Regions from separate parts of the Mus musculus genome. Here all the other regions are linked to region 1. Evidence: chromatin contacts called from public Hi-C and HiChIP or PLAC-seq data. All regions are on one chromosome and are shown on one strand. The core of a region is the stretch at or near the end of the contact, and the rest is flanking DNA. Distances in the headings are between cores, read along the strand shown.

Region 1 (3,425 bases), core at 148-2,647:
AGCCTTTGTAACCATGTCTCCACTGTGCAGCCAGTCTCTCTTCCACTGTCACAGGTCCCTAGGCTAAATTCCCACTCTGAGCTTCATGGACTCTGCCCTCCACACTTCTTACTCCTTACTTTTGAGCGGTTTCTATTTCCTTCAAGCTCCACTTGCCGTGGAGCATCCTTCTAACGCTCCCCACAGCTCTTTCTGTCTCTACTGTGAACATTCATGGATGGCATTACTTGCCGAATTTACTCCACCTATGTGTTTGCACAGCTTCATGCTCTGTGATGTTGAGAAGCACTCAACATACACATTACTAGATAAATATATAACAGAAAGATCTCACATCCCACCTAGTCACCTGAGCCCTCCAGGTCGGTTCCTGATTCTGTTTCCTGAAGGAGGCTTGCCTGGTCTCAAACACCTGACTTCACTTTCACCAAAGACTTTTTGATCCAAGAGTAGCAACTCATGCCTGTAATTCCAGCACTCGAGAGATGGAAAGTAGAAGAGACTGAGACTGGTCTGGGTTTCTGAATAAATTCCAGGGCATCCTAGGCTAGAATGAGAATCTGTCATCAACAAACAACCGAACTCAGAAAACAAAACAACCCACCACCACCACCACCACCCCCAACACACACACACACAACACACACACTTTTGGGTCCCTGCTCAAGTGACACTCTGTGGTCTTCTAGTTTTCACAGACTGACCTGTTGGCACATCTTTACTATCTCTTGGCTATCCAAATGTGACCACTTGAATAGACAGCCCTATATCCATGCATGGGGAAGCAACAGATAGTCCAAGAAATAGACATCTGTACAGGCACTGGGACACTAAAAATGGCACAAAGGGGGATGGATCAGTTTGAAAGTCAAGAGGAAAAAGCCCCAAGGCTTACTCTGGAGACCATTGTTATTTGGAATAGAATGCAATGCCATCCCCAACTGAAATATAGAAGCTATCATTGGGACACATGACCTTGAACTGGGAGGGAAGCGGGGGCAGGAGCTCAAGGCTGTGTTCTTTGATTTTTTTCCAGGTGACTTCAATGTACCTTTCCAACATTGGCACAAACACTGCTAATCTAGAAATCAGATCCTGACTTGCAAGGTGGCAAGCAGCTGGCCCTTTGGCTAGCAGCCAGGTCTGCAGCACAAGTAGAAACTTGCCAAGGAAAATAGAGCAGCAGGTTGAGGTTGGGGTTCATTCTGTCACGGGTCCCTTTGAATGTAGAAGGAGCTGCCCAAGAGAAGATTCTGCCCCACCCCCTGGGTGGGGTGGGGCCAGGGAGTGGAGGAGGATTGGCTAGGATTCAGAGGAGATGGGCTGGAACTTCCTGCTGAGCCTCCAATTCTCCAGGGAACCCCTCCCCGCACCCCCCACCCGGCCTCCCAGCCCCCACTCCACCCATGACTGTTTGTGTTGGGAGCTGCTTCGAGGCTGCTGAGCTGTCGACTAATGTCAAGGCTGACCTCAGCTGGCAGCGCCCTTCTCCTACTTCCCTGGTGAGTTGTTCCCCATGGGATGTTAGCCCATCTGCTTTTAGAAATGTGGCTGTCCCCAGCCTGTGTGGCCCCCCTCCCGGCTCCCCATCACTATCTCCTGGCTCAGCAGCTGGAATGCTGAGGCCACAGTGAGCGATGTCTCTGCACAGATTCAATCCCCTGTGCTCCAATCAGAATGTATTACCAGGCAGGGCGCGTCAGCTCGGCGATTTGGCTTCAACAATAAATCTCCTTGCTTTCATGAGTTTAAATCAGACTTTAAAACATCGCCCTTAATGTTCTTTTAATGCAGTTTTCTTCTGAATGAGTTCCCTTTAGGTCCAGTCCTTGTCATTAAGACACTCTCTTGGCAAAGGAAGGAGGGCTTCTTCGAAGAAAATCCTGCCAGTTTAGGAAACCAGTTGAATTGCCTTGGTGATGCCAGGAGCCTCTTTCGAATTTTATAAGGACACTTGAGAAAACAAAACTCTCTGACTGTAAATTTAATTTTCTCTTGACAGCTTCAGTGTCTCTGCAACCCCAGACGTTATCCATTACTTCTCTCTTCTGTAATTAAAAATCAAGGGATGGGGGGGGAAATGTACAGGATTAACAACTTCTAATTTTCATTGATGAACTCTAAGAGCTTATCGATAATGGGATCAGAAAAGCCGCCTCGCCTAAGCTTCATTTTTCTAGGTCGGCTGGTTTTAATGGAGGATCAAGCCCAGGGTGAAAAATATTCTGGCTTTCTAAAGAGTCCCAGTGCTAAAGTTAGGGAGAAGGGCAGGGCAGACCCACCGGAGCCTGCGGCAGGAGGTAGCTGAGAAACAGGCTGGCCTTGCCAGTTTCACAGACTCAGCATTCGGGCTTGGGGAGCTGATTACGGGGGAAGATTAAAAGGCTGTCATTCACACACATGTTCCTCTGCTGTGGATGGCTTCAGTAAGAGAGGGGCTTGCACGTATCTGCTTAGGCGGAAGAAGGATATTTCCAATTAAAAGAATATTGGTGGTAATTTCTTTTGAGTTATATATTTGTAGATAACGCTCTATCATGGGATGAGGGCATCCATCCTGTTTATTACCCACAGGGATGTAGTTGAACATGGGTTTCTCAGAGAGATGCTGAGCTGGTCGATAGTATCTGGCTGCATCATCTCAAACGCTGTGACACACAGTCTCACAGCAATGGTGACAGGCATTTGACAGGAATGGCTATTAACATGCACGGATTCCATGAAGCACCCAAGGACAGGAGATGAGTTAAGATGTTCCTTTTAAAGGTAAAGCACAGATACAATGAAGCCTTGGTGAGTGACCTTGAGGTTCTTCTGTAGCAGACGGGCCTCTGCCGTGTGCAAACGGGCTGGGAGTCTGAGGTTCAGGCAGAAATCGGGTGATCTGGTCCCATCGCTTTCTTGCTCAGAGCTGGAAATGTCAGAGCATCTCTAGGGACCCAAAATGTACAGGACAGCAGAAAAAGCCAGAAGTCCGAGATTCTGTCAGAACAATGCCAACTTGATTGGCATCCTTGGGAGATGCTTAAAGCAAACCTAGGAAATCCCAGACAGCTAGGATGTTGCTTTCTGCAAGGTCCCCTGTTCTGGGTATTCTACCATCCCCCTTAGCAGCTGATCTACCTTCCCATCAGAACAAGCTCCATTGTCACAGAATTAAAATGTTGAAGGTATCTACAGCACTAAGACCCGTGGAGATGACACGTGAGTCAGGTAAGGATGTGGACTAGCCAATGGTCAAGCCTGAATGCCAGGCTTATAGTCCATGTGACACTGGGCACAACAACTTTTCTGCAAGATGAAAATCACTTTGGCTCCATCTCATGGGGGTTCTTATGAGCCTTAAATGAATAAATATGCCTAGGGTGTGTGAAATAGTGTCCACAATCTAGAAAACATCCAATCTTCCTGCCTCAGCCTTTCAA
Region 2 (3,186 bases), core at 163-2,662, 300 kb after region 1:
CAATCTATAGCTTTATGATGCAAAGTAAAATTATAGTCTTATAAAACATTTACAGAAAGAGACCCACTGAAGCCTATGAGAGGTACACTATTCCCCTTCACACCCTAAAGACTGGCATGGTAATTAAGTCCAGGGAACAGGCAGCTCTTAGGGTTAATGTTAGGTGTGCCTGCCACAAGTCAGCACGGGGCTGCTCTTTCAAGCCACAAGTTATTTCTAAGATCTGCTTTCCAGAGACTACCTGTGTCACTAATGAAGCCTGTAAGTGCAGACGTACATCTTCCATAGACTGCCAAAGGCAAGGCCCTTATCAAACCTGCAGCCGTTCCACCAGCACCAAGGGCTTTCTTCTCTGTCTTAAGATTGCAGTCCTTTCTTTCCCCGACAGCTGCTGAGGATGCAAAGTTGCTCATCTTCAGAATACTGTTGTGTGTTTTGGAAAATGAGCATCACACACAGAGAGTAATATTAATATTTGAGAGACTGATTCATGCCCAAGATAAATGCATGTGCAAATGAGGTGTAACAGAAGGTCGTAACAGAGTGCATCTGTATCTATTCTGTCCCACAGTATGAGCATCAGGGAGAGAGTCACAAAGATTACCCAGACAGAATGAGTATCACAGGCACAGGAAATCCTAGGAACAAGGAGCCTCTCTGGGAGCTGGAGAACGGGGGAAGAAATGGGCTACTGCAACCAACTTTGCATATTTATATGAAAAGGAAAAGTTTAAAAAAATGAATGTGTTACTTTCAACTACTTCTGAAGCATCAACAGTGTGAAACTTCATAAATCACATCTAAGCAGAAAGTTACGAATCTTGGGAAGGGGGCTATCTGGTCCTCTGAAAAAGATTCTGTCATCTCCTGGCTGACAACCTGATGGCTCCAAGTCCTTTGCCAAGAAGCAGAGCTACTTGGCTAGGGTGCCGGTTCACTCTTAGCCCACGGAAGCTCTCGTGCCAGGAATCTTTTTTTTTTTCCTTTCTTGGTGCATTGGCCACTGCCAGACATGGACCCATCGAATCCACTGGTGCTAAGGAGTTAAGCATCTGAGATTTAATTTAACAGTTTCGGCTTTATTAAGCTGTCACGGAGGGAGCGGCCCCACGTTGATAGCAGGAGCTACTCCAATTACGGCTTGGTTTAGGGTTGACAAGTGTAATGATTCATCCGTGGCACATGAGAAGCAATAAAAGGTTGTTTTGCATTACAGCTTTAAAAATGTGGGCACTTTTTCCATTTAATTTGTCACTTAGCTTTTGCTAAGAGGACATTTAAATTGCAGTAAAAGGCAAATGGGGCTTTTAGTTTAAATGTAATCCCCATATTTAAATGATCTGTAATGGTGCAATGTTGGAGTGGGAACACTATTGTCTCACAGTGGGTCCTGATGGTGACATGTGACATTTGTATTCAGGTCCTGTATTATCCATGTGGCTAAAGGGCTTCCAATTTCATTTCACAGCCAGAAGCCTGCAGAAAACACCAATTAACTTGCAGATCCCATTTGCCGACAAAACTCAGCCTCTCTTCAATGTCTGGCATCTGGCAGTGCTCAGCATTTAATTCCAAAGCAGCGCCTTGAAGCAATGTGAGCCCTGTGTAGGGGCACAAAGTCAAATTCCCCCATTTTATTAAGAAGCAAAAGCCTTTCCTTTTGGAGTCTAGAAGGAACTTTGAGTTAATTTTTTGGTGAACAGATACTAGGATGTGATCGCTACTATGACTTCTGTGGGGGATTCCTCACAAACTTTAGATCCCACAACAACGGCCTGTGACCTCCACTTGGCATCAGAGTACACAGGCAGAGTTCACTAGTCTACCAATGATTTCAGGGAGGGGCTTGGGGGAGGGAGGAGGTGAGAGAGCGCGCGTGTGGGTTTTTGTGTGAGTATGTGTGTGTGTGTTTGTAGTTGTGTTCTTGATCCTTGTCTGCAATCAAACATCTTGAGTAAAGCCTGGGTCTCTGTAGAGCAGTCCTGTCTTGGGAATATGTATCAGCTGCCAAAAACTTCGGCCCAGTGAGAAGTCCTACTGCTGACTGATGGTCTCGGCATACATTTTCCAAAGCCAGCATGGAAAGGTGAGATGTGACTACAGATTAAATGTGAATCATGCAAACTTCACTCTACATTATCATTTGTATTCTTTCTTTCTTTTTTCTTTTTTTTTTTCTCTTTTCTTGGCACTTTGAAAATATTCAAGTGGCACTTGTTTTCCTAACCAGTTATTTATGCTTTCATATTTCTGAGTACCACAGCTTAAAATTTTATACACTTCATAGTAATCCAGTATTTTCCCTACACGATCCCCTTCGTTATTGGTTTTCAATGCTAGTCCTTTTTCACCTTTATGAACCAACGAGTGAATCCAACATGTACAACAGAGTCACAAGCTAAAAAGGCCTCATTTGGAAAGCTAAATCATTCACTTTGTTTACTTAAACCACGTATTACCCTTTCTTCTTCAATTCCACACTGTGCCTCAAACCTCCAGGCAACACATGGAAGCTGCTTACTGTTCACAGATCGACTTACATTTGACTGGGGTGGGGGCAGCTACTATCAGATTTTCAGGAGATCAAGTAAAGTACGGGACACAATACGCTATTTTTAAGAAACACTGGAGAAAAACATTCACAGATACACTTTAATATTTGGCAAGTAGCAGACCTACTTGTATAGAAACAAACCCACCAGAGTATCTACCAAGAGTCACGTTCCTGGAGAAGCAGGAAAGAAACCCTGACTTCAGGTTTTTAGGAGCTTGTCATACAATCCTAAAGACTCCACACCATCAAATTCTAGGCTCTCCCTGAGGTTCAGTTTGTCTCCAAATAGTTGCTCCCGAAAGTGCTTTCCGTGTGGTCAGACAGAACCTTCACAGCCAACTGTTCCTCTTTGAGCTATCTAGGCCTAGGATCAAAATGAATCAAATAGTGGTTTGCCACTTGTCAACAGAAATGTCACTAACTCTACACGTACAGCAAGCATTTTCCTCTCTTGAAATGAATGTCAATTTTTTTTTTTTTTAATTTGTGTAGCAATGAGCATTGGACAAGGAAACTCACACCCAGTATTTTCACGGTTAACACAAGAAAAGGCCTCATCTTGTTCAACTACCTGCTATATTTATATCTGTAATGACCAGAGATTTTAGACAATAAATTTTAGAGCTTGCCCT
Region 3 (3,103 bases), core at 545-3,044, 360 kb before region 1:
GTTGGTTTTCTTCTTCCACTGTGTAGATCTTGGGGATTAAGCTCAGGATATCAGGCCTGGCTGCCAGCACCTTGACCCATTGCTCTGAGCTGTCTCTCAGCCCCTTCACACTATATACTGTAGGTTTTATATTATTTTTACATTCTCATGAGAAGTTTCGACTGTTTCTCTTTCTCCACACCCTCCCCATCCCGAGGAGACACAGGCAATGCATGAGGAGCAGGGTTTGTAGATCATGGACTGGGCTTGACTTGGAGTGACAACAGCGCCACTGTCTGGGAAGCATCACAGACTGAGTACGGGTGAAGAGTGAAAGGGATGGATGGGCGGCTCCCCTTCAGGGTCCTGGAGCATAGTGTGACTACAGGCTTTCAGCATTCTGTTTTAAACGCTCTTACACTTCAGATGTTCAGCTTTTGCTTTAGTGGAGAGGAACACACAGACAGACAGACAGACAGACAGACAGACAGACAGACACACACACACACACAAACACACACACAGAGAGGTGGGGTGTGGGAGACAGGGAGACAGAGACAGGCAGAGATACAGGGAGAGAGGGAGAGGGGATGAGAGACACTTCGGATGCAGCTCACTTGCTGTGGATGAGATAGTAATGGTGGCCCCTTCTGACTCGACCAGGGATTCATGTTCATCGGTGGGGAAGGGAGTCAGTAGATGGCAGGAGCAGAGTAGTCTGCGGGCTGAGCAGGAATTTAGAAATACAATTGTTAGAATCATGCTATGCTTTCTGACAGCGATATTATGTACCTAACGTATTCTAGAAACATTAAAATCTAATCTAAAAAAGCCAGTGGACAGTGCTCTTTCCTTATAGCTGCTGGGCAATGCCTAAAGGGTGGGTATAGATTGGGCAAGGCTTCCAAGAGTCCATTCAAAGGGAGAAAGAAGAAAGGAGAAAGGGAAGAGAGAATGGAGAGAAGATAAAATGACTAGTTGTGATGGTTTGTATATGCTTGACCCAGGGAGTGGCACTATTAAGAGGTATGGCCTTGTTGGAGTAGGTATGGTCTTTTGGAGGAAGTGTGTCACTGTAGGGGTGGACTTTAAGACCGTCACCCTAGCTGCCTGGAAGTCAATCTTCTCCTAGAGGCCTCCAGATGAAACTGTAGAACTCTCAGCTCCTCCTGCACCATGCCTGCCTGGATGCTGCCATGCTCCTGCCTTGATAATACACTGAACCTCAGAACCTGTAAGCCAGCCCCAATTAAATGTTGTCCTTATAAGAGTTGTCTTGGTCATGGTGTCTCTTCACAGCAATGAAACCCTAACTAAGACACCAATAAGAGCACACACTTCTAGAATGGGTTTTATTGTTAAATAACTCCCGAAGAAAAAAGTCTACTAAAAGTACAAAGCCCAAATTCCCCCCTTTTCTTCTCTCTTTTTAAAAATTCTCTTTAATGTGTTCATTTTATATTAAAAACAAAATATATTTCCTTTCCCCGAGTACTCTCTAATCATATAGGAATGTGTATCATCTCCTCCCTGCAATTTTGAGAATATTTTCGAAGATGGTGACATATTTCTGCCTCTTTAAGAACAAAACAATTCAATTTTGGAAAGGCTGAGTGACAGCAGTCTGAGTTCTTGAAGTGAGGCTGTTCGCCTCAGTACTTGTTGGAAATGTCATTAGGAAACCAACATATAGTGGGTTGTTATGGCAACCGGAACACCAGCGTTTATAGCATCACTGTAATTAATGTTATCCAAACGTTATTAATCTTTCAGCATCACTCATATTCTCGGAAGGAGCAGAAAGTCTGGCTCTCCACGGAGTTTTCAGCAGCGCAATTCATTGCAGCTTTCCTCCTCACTGTGTTCGTTTTAAATGGGTCCTATTCTGACTTTGCCTTAGCAAAATTAACTATTGTTTCTACCTCTGTTCTCATTCATTTTGGCTGCCTTTTTTTTTTTTTTTGAGATAGAACTTGAAATAAAATGAGAAAAGGTGGATTATAGCTGAGACACAGAATGCAGTCTGAAGAGGAAAGGATTTATATATTTAAGTGTGGAAACCCTGGGAAAAATATTAAAACATTTTTGTGCATGGACTTTTAGTCTGAGCTCATATTTGCATAACACAGTTTTAAAGCAGCCTCCCCTGCAGTATTAGCATAGCATCATTTAACACAGGATCCCGAGACAGCGAAACCATAGAGTGAACGCTCCGCTCCGTGGAAGATTATGTGCCTTGTATGCATGATTTTCCTCTGTTGTCACAACAGCTTGTTGGATAGATGTTCTGACAAGATAGCTCAATGCCACCAGCAAAGACAATCAGATTTAAAAAAACAGACAAGGGACTTGAGTGGACATTTGACAGTGACATGTGGGTGGCTGATGATCATGAAAAGATGCTGAACGCCATTAATCCCTGGAGAAATGCAAATCAAGGTTGCAATGAGATATTATATCACATCCATTAGGGCAGCTGCTGTTCAAAAACCAGAAAACAGAACAAAACAAGGGTTGGCAGAGATGTGAGAAATTGAACCATTTGGGCCCCATGGATAGGAATTGAAAATGGTACAGTCATAGAAAACAGTGGAGGTTCCACCTGAGCTGTCAATGCCGTGGGTGGGCGTAGATCCAGAGCAATCAAAAGCAGCGTTACAGAGAAAGGCTTCTATATCCGTGTTCATACAGTGCTAGTCACAACAGCCAAGAGGTGGAAGCAACCCAAATACCCATCAACAGGAGAATGCATAATCAAAATGTGGCACACACATTCGTCAGGATACCATTGAACAATCATGCCTCACACTACAAATTGGAACCATGAGGACAGTATGTAAGGTAAAACAAGCCATATATATATATATATATATATATATATATATATATATATATATATATATACATATACACATATACATATATATATATACATATATATATGTATGTATGTATATGAAAAGTGTGTGTCCTTTTCTCCCCGTAACTTAATACTCTTTCCTCTAAAAAGTGAGCCAATTCTCCCCCCCTTTCCCCCACCTTGAGTGTGGGTTGAATTTAGGTACTGGCTTCTGATCAGTGTGGTCAGTAGCTACATGTTAGTCTTCCTTAAAGGTCATGCAAA
Region 4 (3,068 bases), core at 240-2,739, 330 kb after region 1:
GTGCTCAAGGAACATATTCTTTGTTAGAGAATTGAACAGAAGCCAGGGTGTAGTACTTACACAAATACATCTTTCACCCTTTTCCTAAAAGAAAAAAACAAAAAACAAAAAACAAAATACCAAAAAAACAAAAAAAAAATACCCCCAGGGAAATTAAAGGCAGGAAGCAAGGCAATGCAATGTTATGGCTGAAAGGGTGGCCAGGGTTGGGAGAGGGTTTTTTTCTGTCTTCTTAAAACCTAGGTCTAAACACACGAGTGTTGGTGTGAAGCGGTCTCATAACAGTGTACCTGTTTGTTACTCGGCACACTAGTCAGGCTAAATGTGTCAGAACCAGTATTGATTCATAACTGGTAAAATAGATGAGGCAATCCTTAATCACCAAATCTAACAGGAAACCTTTCCCACGCAAAACTATTGCACACAGTCCAGTAGCCCGCACTGCACCGCTCAGACTGAAACCAAATTGTTTTCATTCCGATCACACAGTCTCCAGATCAGCACTACAGAGACTATGGGGCCCAAGATGAAGGCAATAAATGCAATTTTAAAGCCAACTTATCTGAAATATCATATTCCTTCTTTAACCACATAATTTTCTCAAAGGGAAATCCCAAATTAAAGAGACTGCATCCTGTGAGCTGCCTAATTAAATCCTCTAGCCCTAATTTCTAATACTAAGCTTAAACAGCTTATAGAAAGACATTAGGAGACCTTGCTGGTAATTGCTAATCAAGTACTTTCCATCTTTTTGAAAAATTATTTTTTTAAAGGAAAAGCTTTATTTTAGTCCAACTTAAGAATGGCTGTTTGAAACAAGACTCACTCGTACACTTCATTAATATCTGAGAAAGACAATGGCAAATTAATGCAAAGGCCAGACTGTAAGACACAGCACATCATATAGACCACATAAAAACTTAAAGAGCATGCCCTAGACTGCCCTAACCAAGAGTTCCAGCAGTGCTCTGTGCATTATTGGTTTTGTTTCCTCATTAATGTGAATTCTTACATGATTTCATACAAAGATCCAGTCAATCAGAACACCTATATGTTAGCCAGGTCTGGCATTAGTTACTTAAAACTCTTTCTTCAGAGAAGAAACACACCAACTTGGCTATATTTGGCACAAAGAGGAGGCAGGAGTTTAATCAGAGAGGTGCAGAGACAAGACAAAACTACGAAACGGCATCAGCCTGTGCTAGCCTGACCCCGAAGCACAGAGGCTGCCTCTATCGAGTACTTTTTCAGGGGTATCTGAGGGACACCAAGAGCTGGGCAGCCGGGAGGGAGGGGGCTCTAATAAACAAATCGGGAGTCAGACTTCCTACACTGCAAGGTGCTTAGCAACATAAATGTGATCTTTCCTCTGAGGCAAACTTTCCTAATACAAGCAAAGCGCTTCTAACCTCTTGCCCTCTGCCTCCAAGTCCCAGCACCACCTACAGAGGCTTCACAGCCCTGCACGCCCTTCATCACCCCAGTCTCTAGGCCTCACGCAGGCCCTGCTCCTGGATCTCCAACTTCTGAAGTGCAGATGGGTTTATTAGTGCCTTTGTTGCCCAAACAACAAGTCTCAGCACATCTTCACACCTTTGTCTTCTCCCAGGACCCAGAGGCTCACCAAGGAGGTCACAGAAGACCCTAACCTGTTTGTTTCCGGTTTTCATTACAGCCCTCAGAAATGTTTGACTGTTTCCTTCAGCGCCAGCGGGAGAGGGGAGAGGGGAAACCCTGGAGTCAGTTCTACTTAGCAAGCCAAGAGTTAAGGGAGAATGTGGTCTCAAAGGGAGAACAGAGGATGCAAGCCAAATTCCCTTTCCCAAAGTTCTGGCCTACCTTCAACCTCCGCACGAGGCTCTATGGTTTGGATCTAACCCAGGCTCTAATCCTATTTATCAGTTTCATAATCAGCATAAAATGCACGTGTACGATTCCTTTTGAGATGAGCTATTTGAAAAGAAACGGAGGTGCTGAGAGCCAGTGGATTAGCATACTTTAGACCAAAGGTTCTCAGCCTGTGGCTCACGACCCCTTTGGGGATCCAATGACCTTTTCACAGGGGTCAAATATCAGATACCCTGCATTTACTTTACGGTTCCGAACAGTAGCAGAATTAGTTAAGAAATAGCAACAAAAATAATTTTATGGTTGAGGGCACACCAGTACATGAGAAACTACTTAACGGGTCACAGCACCAGGAAGGCTGAGAGCCACTGCTTAGATGAAGCAGGCCCTTTAAGGATTTAAAGAGGAGTTTCCGTAAGCCTCCACAAATACAGCTTTTCTGCACCAACGAACGGTGTTCAGAGTGGAGAGGAGACTAACAGATGCAGATCCTTTGTACATAAACATTACCAAGGGTTAGCACTCTTGGAAATGGTGTCACAGTTTCATTTCTAAATGTCCAAGGATGTGTGTGATACAGCTCTCAGAACAGGTTAGGCATTGGACAAAGTATCACATAAAAGAACTTACTGGGGTCTTCCAAGCAATGCCTGCCCCACATCATTAAGTTACCAATAACTAAATGTGTTGGTCTCCCCACATTTAAATGAACTGAAGGCTATTTTAAGATTCCAGCCCTTTCTTATACTCCAAATTAAACTGGAACCTTGAACACAGCAGAGGTCTGTGACAGCCACATCACAGAGGACCTCCTCAGAAAAGATACTAGGTTAGAAGAGCCTACAAGACGAAAAGAACAGAAGAACATTCTTGGCATGTAAAATACACAGACTGGTGGTCCTCAACTGGAGTGCATGTGAATCATGTGGAGAACTAATGATAACAACGTAGATGACCAGGCCCACACATCGTGAGTCTCTCTGATCCACACCCAATGATGCTCATTGCTGCTGAGTTGAGAACCAGAACCACTGAACCAAATGACTCTAATTACAGCCCAAAGAAGGCTATTCTCTTCAAAATACTGGAGGATACATAGCAAATGGGACACAGGAAGAATACATAATTCTTTACACAAAGAATTCATAGGTGGGTTGGGTGTGTGGATCACTGGAAAAGCACATGGCTAGCAAGCACAGAGCCACCGGGGAAACTCTCAG
Region 5 (3,281 bases), core at 664-3,163, 470 kb after region 1:
GGTGGCTATTGCGTGTTTTAACTTTAATAGACAATGCAACTTTATACGTAACATTATCACTTCAACTCCTATGAACAGCCACCTGGAGAACCTTTAGGATTTGCAGAGAACCTCCATGCCTGTTACTTTATTTCCATCAATGACTGTGTGAAACAGTATCAGCTAAGAATTGGATAACTGGAAAAACTCAAAGGGCTGAGGTGGTTGATATGCAATGGTGCCTCTCCAGGAGGAGAAAACCCAACCACAAAGATTTTTAATCTTTTAAGTGTCTGTGTGTGTGTGTGTGTGTGTGTGTGTGTGTGTGTGTGTGCACGCACAGAGAACAGTTGCCAAGATTCAGTTTTCTTCTCCACCAAGTGAGAATAGGATTTGAACTCAGGTCCTCAGCCTTGACAAGTGTCTTTACCCATTGACTCATCCTGCCAGCTCCCTCTTGTTTGCCTATTCTGTGGTGCATTCCAGCAGTATCTGGTCCAAATATGACATTGCTGAATATGTGGCTCTTATGAGCCAGCCCCTGTGCCTTTGTGATGGGAACATCAATCCTAGACTTCTGACTTTGTTTCTTTAGTTCTTCCTATGTGTATGCTCCAGGCATGTGGTGGCAGGCAGGCTATTCTGAAGTGTGCTCTCTTAACTAGAGATGTGCCCCAGGGCTAGTGATGCTGAAGGCCTTCAAAGGAGTTCGCATGGATCAGGACAGCAGTGGCACAGCCAGTTAGAGCCTGCGCTCCTCTAGCCTGTGTGTCTGGTGGCTCTCAGCAGAGCTGCTCCTGCAGTTTTATTCTTGGCTATGCTCTTCCAGGACGTGGCTCCTTCCCTGGTCTTCCTTCCCTCGGCTCTGTTCACCCCACTTGTGGGCAAGGTGACTCGAGATTGCTCATTCTCTACACACGAAAGCTACTGTCTCCTGCTGCCCAGAGGAAACCCAGCTGGAGATAAGTCCTAGTTGTAGAGGGCTTATCTAGCATGTGCAAAAATGTGGTCTTGGTCCCAAGCTGGTACACACACACACACACACACACACACACACACACACACACACACCTAGAGGAACCGCTAAGGTCTTGGGGTTATTCTCTCCCCTGGAGTCCTTGAGACCCGCAACTGTCTGAGTTCCACTGCCAGGCCTTTGGCTCCCTGCAGCGCCATGGGGGGGACACTTACCGAGCCTGCTCAACATTCATTATCTCACTTGAAGGTATTGACAGCATTGTGTGCTAAATGTTTTGCTTCGGCAGAGAGAGAGAGAGAGAGAGAGAGAGAGAGAGAGCGCAAGCCTGGAGAACAGTTGAGTCAAGTGGAAACCCTGGTGGCAGCAACCTAATTTGCAGTCCTGGGGCTTCAGGGAAATTAGCCAGTCTTAATAGGGCTTGCCTTACAAGCTCCAGCCTCCTCGGTTGTGAGCAAACACCACAGAAGTCTTAATTCTTAACTGTAAAAATCCATGGAGTCGCCGAACAGCGACAATACAAGTAATGCTGAGTCGGTGACATTCAGATGATGCGGAGTTTGAAACACCGCAATTCGAATCTTTACAGACAGATCCTTTCTACCAAGGAGCGATTTTCCTCCTGTTAGTTAGGAGGGCAGCACAGTGCTCGTCATAACGAATTCCAATGTGGCCCCTGCTCAGTTGTCCGCTGTCTGAAGGGCAAGGAGACCAAGCATGCGGGCCTCAGTGTGGTACAAGTTTAGATCCTTCTGTCTGAACGCAGCCATGTTGGAACATCTGAGCATATTCTCCGAACACGGAATGGAGGAGATGGAGAACAGGGACGCTGTCCTCCCAGCTCAGCCTGCCTTCCTGCAGTGCAGTTTGGGGGAGGGAGGGGGAGAGGAAATGAGGCCTCTTCTCTAGAAGGACTGAGAAGTTTCTGCCCTCCCTAGCTTTTCCTACAGTACAAGTGGCGACTGTCATGTTCGACATGCAAAGAAAACAGAACTGCACTTGATCCCTGCTCTGTGGGAGCACACGTAGATGGCTGTGCTTGTGCAACATGCATAAAACGTAAAGTCGTGGTAAAAGCCACGACTACAGTTCCATTCCAAAGCATGCGATCTGATGGAAGAGCTACTGACTGCAAGACAGGAAGCAACCCACTAACATTTATATTAATAACAAAGAGGTTCGGGGCTGCAGAGATGACTCGGTGTTTGAAAGCTTCCTGCTCTAACAGAGGATCCCAGTTTGGCTCCCAGCACCCACATCAGGCAACAAACACCTCTTCCTCCAGTTCTAAGGAATCTGATGCCCTTTGACCTCCGCGGGCACCTGCACAAACGTGATGCTCATAGACTCACACAGGCAAATGCATACGCCTAAATAAAAAAATACTACAAATAAAAAAATAAATAAAATAAAGAGGTGGCTGCTATGGATGGATGAGGCTTAAGAATCTAGAACTAAACACTAAGAAGGACTGGGAAAATTAGAGAAAAATTCAGAAGAAAGGGGACATTTACATAGGCTTTTGAACAGTGCGCACACAAAGGGAGACTATTCCAGCAAGTAGAATAAAAAGCATGCTGGGACCCACAGCGGTGTTGTGCACGCAGTGTTTTTATATATGGATAGCATTAAGCAGCTTAGGTGTGAGATTGGAAATGGACGGAGAGGGTAACAGCTAGCTCCTGTATACAGTAGGTGTTAACTGCTGACAACGTGAAGAATAAGCTGACCCTGCCTGGAAGCCTAATGTGGCGAATCCAGCTACCACGGCTGGGAATTAACCGCAGCCCATGTGTAGCAGACCGTGACGCCGAGTTATGTTTCTTGGCACATCGGCAGCCGCATGGATTCGAAGAAAAAGTCTTGATATTTTCAGTTGATGACTGAATTGAATTATGCACAGTTGATTAGATTTGCTGTATAGTCAATTTTGCAATTAAGATGACCACAGAAGAAGCCAGACCTTGATACATTCATGGCTTTTTAAAAAGTTATGGGGTTTTTGTAGCAGATATTCTAGACCCCAAAAGTTACAAATGTACCAAATATGTAAGGCTAGCATGTGTTTCTGGGCATTTAACTGTTTGGACGTGTTTAAATCTAGAGTCAGCTCTGATACATGAAGGAGAATGGCTGACACACCACTAAGACACACCACTGTGGCAGAACCCAACTTTTCTTCTGTAGAAAGTGGGATGGCCACATGTTTTGAGTCTTTTCCATCCTATTCTACTTCTAGCCAAAGCTGTAGCAAGACAATGGGCCTCCTCCCACATGGAAACATTTGCTATCTTCCCCTTTCTTCAGATAGACAGACTTGTGTCTA
Region 6 (2,959 bases), core at 332-2,831, 270 kb after region 1:
GTGTGAGCTTAAGATCCTCACCCTAGTTGCCTAGGAGTCAGTCTTCCACTAGCAGCCTTTGGATGAAGACGTAGAACTCTCAGCTCCTTCTGCACCATGCCTGCCTGGATGCTGCCATGCTCCCACCTTGATGATAATGGACTGAACCTCTGAACCTGTAAGCCAGCCCCAATTAAATGTTGTTTTTATAAGACTTGCCTTGGCCATGGTGTCTGTTCACAGCAGCAAAACCCTAACTGAGACACTGTCCAATCAGCAGCTGAGAACCAGTAACAGACTTGTTGTTACTACTACAGTATTTATCCAAAATGAGAAAACTAACAAACTGAGATAAAGACAAGGTCAGGTGTCCTGTCGGTTGCTCACTCATCAAAAGTCATTTGTAGACCTTGAAAAACCAACCGAACCGCTACCTCAGCAAGCAGGGGTTCTGCTCTGATCACTTTGAATAGATAACAAGTCCTCCAACACAGACTATTATGGCTATAAAAGTATAGAGTGCCAGGCCTTGTTTCAGACTTTCTAGGGATTAGTGGGTCCATCTCAGCAGCTCTTAGAGACAGCCCCTCTGTTGAGACCGGCTGTGCAGAAGAGGGACCTCAGAAACTGAGACAGTAGCCATCAGCTGAGGGCGCCCACCCGAGACGAGCTGCTGGGATTTAAGGATGGGCAGCCACTGTGAAGTCCTTAGTGTTTACATTAGAACACCAGGAAGGTATCCAGCTTCCATTTTAGATGATCCAGACAGATCATCAGCTGTTCAAAAAATAAAAATCTCCATAATTAGGTAGGAATTTGTTTTTTTTCAACATTCAACCAAAACAACTTGGATTTTATTTTTACAGATATGTTATCAAATTAAAAAAAAAATTCATTCATCTTTAGCTTATGTGTATGGGTGTCTGATTGCACGTATGGCTGTGTTCCACATGAGTGCATTGTCAAACACTTTTAGGAATGGTGAATAAAGGCCATTTCCATGGCTGTACTTTCAAAACTCCATCTCTTCCAGCAGAACGTGAAACCAAGTTCCATCCACACCAGGAATCCCATTCCAATAGACAATCTCTTTCATAATCACCTTTTTTTTGAGTCCGGAACATTTCCAACTGTTTCTGCTGTTGTCGTCGTAATGTGTTCACAATAGCTATTGCTAGTCTCAGTGCTTCTCTGGGGTACCCGTGAGAACGCAACGCATCCACTCTTGCACAGGCTGTAGGGACGTGTTCTACAAACAGAAACCCAGTAAGGGGGCAAAGTGGCCGCTGTTAGATCCATCCATAAAAGCGGGCTACTACAGTAAGATGTTCCTCCCCAAGAGCCATAGAAGAAGATATAAGAAACCATTTCTGAACTTGGATCTGAATGGAAATTTCAGCCCCCTGTGCCAAGCATTCATGCGTTGCCCATTGAATACCTCGCTCCTCTACCTCCCACTCCAATAATGCTATAGAAACTAAACAAAGGAGTAAGTCATGGAAAAGTCTTTCCGGTTTGGCCACTTACCATGCCAGAGGGGCCACCCCCGGGAGTCAAAGAGGGAGTTTTCAGTGTCGTCATGGTAACAGTAGTTGGTGTACAGGTCACTGCTGATAATGTGCTGCAAGTGGCTATCCTGCCAGTGGAGATCACATGCCTCGATGGCTCTCGTGAACACTGTCCGATGAGGCCTGTTCGATGAATCTGTTTTTTCCACAATTCAGAAAGCCGTGTCAGCTATTATTCACATGTGAATAAATCAGTCATACCACTCTGCGGCCAGATGTTCATGAACCCACACACACTGCCCTGCACCCACTAAGCAGAAGGGCGCAGGGTGAATGGATAGTCTCACATCCTAAATGCTCGATGGCAGTTAGCCTAAAGAGTTTCCAGACATTTACTTGTTGTATCAAACACAAACATTCTGCAGCCATTAAAGCTATTGTTAAAGGCATCCTGCAAAAAGAATTGTCATGTCTAGTCTCCATGTCGAAGATACGCTAAAGAGGCACTTGTCTTTTAAAAAAAAAAAATCCCATGAAAACTCACTGCTCCCCACTTCTGAGGTAGTGTTGGGCTGCCCCTGATGGGATCAACAGCTCTCACAAACACTATGCAAGAGATGCGACACCAGCCATGGAACCTTTCAGGAAGACGCAGTCAGCCTTAAAACTATGCGTAAGGGTTGTGCTTTTGGTTGTATTTTTTAACTATATTGTGCGGTTTTGCACAATTAAAACTATTATGCTTCTTGGGATATAATGGTTAAATGCCACTTTATATCCCAAAGGGCATAAATGCATCTGTTTAACATTTCACAAAGCCACACAACATAGCTACAAAACAAACCAGCGCACTTACCTTGCCCCTATAGGCTGTCTCCTGACTCCTGGACAGGTTCCATGGCTGGTGTGATGTCCCCAGCATAGTGTATGCCGGGGCATCACAAGAGAGCAGAAGCATACAGTCCGAAGGGGGTTCAAGGTTCAGGACCTGACGAAGAAAAGAAATGTTTGGGGAATAAAGGATATTCTCACCTCGGCTCCTTGGGTTGTTCAATTCCTAAAGAGACTACTACAGGAACTCCCGCCCCTTGGGCCCCAACTCTAAACTAACTTTCAGCTGAACCGTGGGGCAATGAACAATTCATTTACATATACCTAATAGTGCTCAAGGACAGTCCCCTTCACTGCTCTCGGAGACTCAACCAAAGAAGCAGCAAAATGAGGAAAGGCTTTATCTTCCTGTCATTGGACTTCTGTCTGAGCAGACAGAAGGCAAACCACCAACAGCGAGCACAACTGTGCTGAGAAGAGCAGCCTGGTGGCTTCATCTACCCCCGGCTCTGTCCTGCTGAGGGAACTAAGCAGCAACAGAGACACCATGACTTGTAGCAGTCTCACAGCCAAGTACTGCCGAGAGTCAAACACACCCCTTAATTTAGCTAATGCAGCCAGCCATTTGCAACGGCTGTCGG

What was found. A called contact is a pair of places that touch in the nucleus more often than the background predicts. HiChIP or PLAC-seq counts read pairs in DNA pulled down with a chosen protein or histone mark.
Region 2: an H3K4me3 HiChIP or PLAC-seq map of embryonic basal ganglia shows a contact between it and region 1, with 3 times the contacts expected there. The contact joins the enhancer-like site here to the promoter of AI197445 in region 1. A contact is called at or near these places in 1 of 15 datasets of contacts at CTCF or cohesin (stem cell-derived epiblast-like cells), 14 of 484 Hi-C or Micro-C datasets (cerebellar granule neurons, cerebral cortex, cochlea and 7 more), 7 of 115 datasets of contacts at active chromatin or transcription factors (astrocytes, bone marrow-derived macrophages, craniofacial prominence and 4 more) and 1 of 9 other capture datasets (adipose tissue).
Region 3: an H3K4me3 HiChIP or PLAC-seq map of embryonic basal ganglia shows a contact between it and region 1, with 3 times the contacts expected there. The contact joins the enhancer-like site here to the promoter of AI197445 in region 1. A contact is called at or near these places in 13 of 484 Hi-C or Micro-C datasets (cerebellum, cerebral cortex, cortical neurons and 6 more) and 3 of 115 datasets of contacts at active chromatin or transcription factors (embryonic basal ganglia, embryonic forebrain and forebrain).
Region 4: a contact with region 1 is called in an H3K4me3 HiChIP or PLAC-seq map of neural tube, with 5 times the contacts expected there. The contact joins the enhancer-like site here to the promoter of AI197445 in region 1. A contact is called at or near these places in 1 of 15 datasets of contacts at CTCF or cohesin (the NIH/3T3 cell line), 2 of 484 Hi-C or Micro-C datasets (liver and muscle stem cells), 6 of 115 datasets of contacts at active chromatin or transcription factors (embryonic basal ganglia, embryonic forebrain, embryonic hindbrain and 3 more) and 1 of 9 other capture datasets (embryonic stem cells).
Region 5: a contact with region 1 is called in an H3K4me3 HiChIP or PLAC-seq map of embryonic basal ganglia, with 4 times the contacts expected there. The contact joins the enhancer-like site here to the promoter of AI197445 in region 1. A contact is called at or near these places in 6 of 484 Hi-C or Micro-C datasets (CD4 T cells, CD8 T cells, LSK cells and 2 more), 3 of 115 datasets of contacts at active chromatin or transcription factors (embryonic basal ganglia, embryonic forebrain and fibro-adipogenic progenitors) and 1 of 9 other capture datasets (embryonic stem cells).
Region 6: a contact with region 1 is called in a Hi-C map of uterus, with 4 times the contacts expected there. The contact joins the enhancer-like site here to the promoter of AI197445 in region 1. A contact is called at or near these places in 1 of 15 datasets of contacts at CTCF or cohesin (the NIH/3T3 cell line), 16 of 484 Hi-C or Micro-C datasets (the AML12 cell line, adipose-derived mesenchymal stem cells, bone marrow-derived macrophages and 8 more), 8 of 115 datasets of contacts at active chromatin or transcription factors (bone marrow-derived dendritic cells, bone marrow-derived macrophages, craniofacial prominence and 5 more) and 2 of 9 other capture datasets (adipose tissue and embryonic stem cells).

What each region holds. Positions count from the first base shown.
Region 1 is chr13:107,468,425-107,471,849 of GRCm38.p6, forward strand. AI197445 (expressed sequence AI197445) reads left to right here and starts at 1,398. Exons shown (of 3, transcript NR_045083.1): 1 at 1,398-1,502.
Region 2 is chr13:107,765,954-107,769,139 of GRCm38.p6, forward strand. All of the region lies in intron 8 of Zswim6 (zinc finger SWIM-type containing 6), which reads right to left. Among named protein-coding and RNA genes, the nearest start is that of Gm52061, 78 kb to the left of the region's middle. Within about 2 kb of position 1,413, at least 30 of the 459 cell types and tissues checked have an H3K27ac peak or open chromatin away from gene starts, as enhancers often do. A contact at or near this core is called in cerebral cortex, cortical neurons, embryonic basal ganglia and 1 more, where this site is marked.
Region 3 is chr13:107,106,082-107,109,184 of GRCm38.p6, forward strand. All of the region lies in intron 4 of Gm31452 (a long non-coding RNA gene), which reads left to right. Among named protein-coding and RNA genes, the nearest start is that of Gm41051, 14 kb to the right of the region's middle. Within about 2 kb of position 1,795, at least 4 of the 459 cell types and tissues checked have an H3K27ac peak or open chromatin away from gene starts, as enhancers often do. A contact at or near this core is called in embryonic basal ganglia, where this site is marked.
Region 4 is chr13:107,797,907-107,800,974 of GRCm38.p6, forward strand. The region is part of intron 5 of Zswim6 (zinc finger SWIM-type containing 6); the gene reads right to left. Among named protein-coding and RNA genes, the nearest start is that of Zswim6, 91 kb to the right of the region's middle. Within about 2 kb of position 1,490, at least 35 of the 459 cell types and tissues checked have an H3K27ac peak or open chromatin away from gene starts, as enhancers often do.
Region 5 is chr13:107,933,063-107,936,343 of GRCm38.p6, forward strand. No RefSeq gene overlaps it. Among named protein-coding and RNA genes, the nearest start is that of Gm41053, 11 kb to the left of the region's middle. Within about 2 kb of position 1,914, at least 16 of the 459 cell types and tissues checked have an H3K27ac peak or open chromatin away from gene starts, as enhancers often do. A contact at or near this core is called in embryonic basal ganglia, where this site is marked.
Region 6 is chr13:107,742,455-107,745,413 of GRCm38.p6, forward strand. Zswim6 (zinc finger SWIM-type containing 6) reads right to left here. Exons shown (of 18, transcript NM_145456.3): 10 at 1,507-1,683; 11 at 1,082-1,228. Among named protein-coding and RNA genes, the nearest start is that of Gm52061, 55 kb to the left of the region's middle. Within about 2 kb of position 1,582, at least 25 of the 459 cell types and tissues checked have an H3K27ac peak or open chromatin away from gene starts, as enhancers often do. A contact at or near this core is called in neural progenitor cells, neural tube, stem cell-derived neural progenitor cells and 1 more, where this site is marked.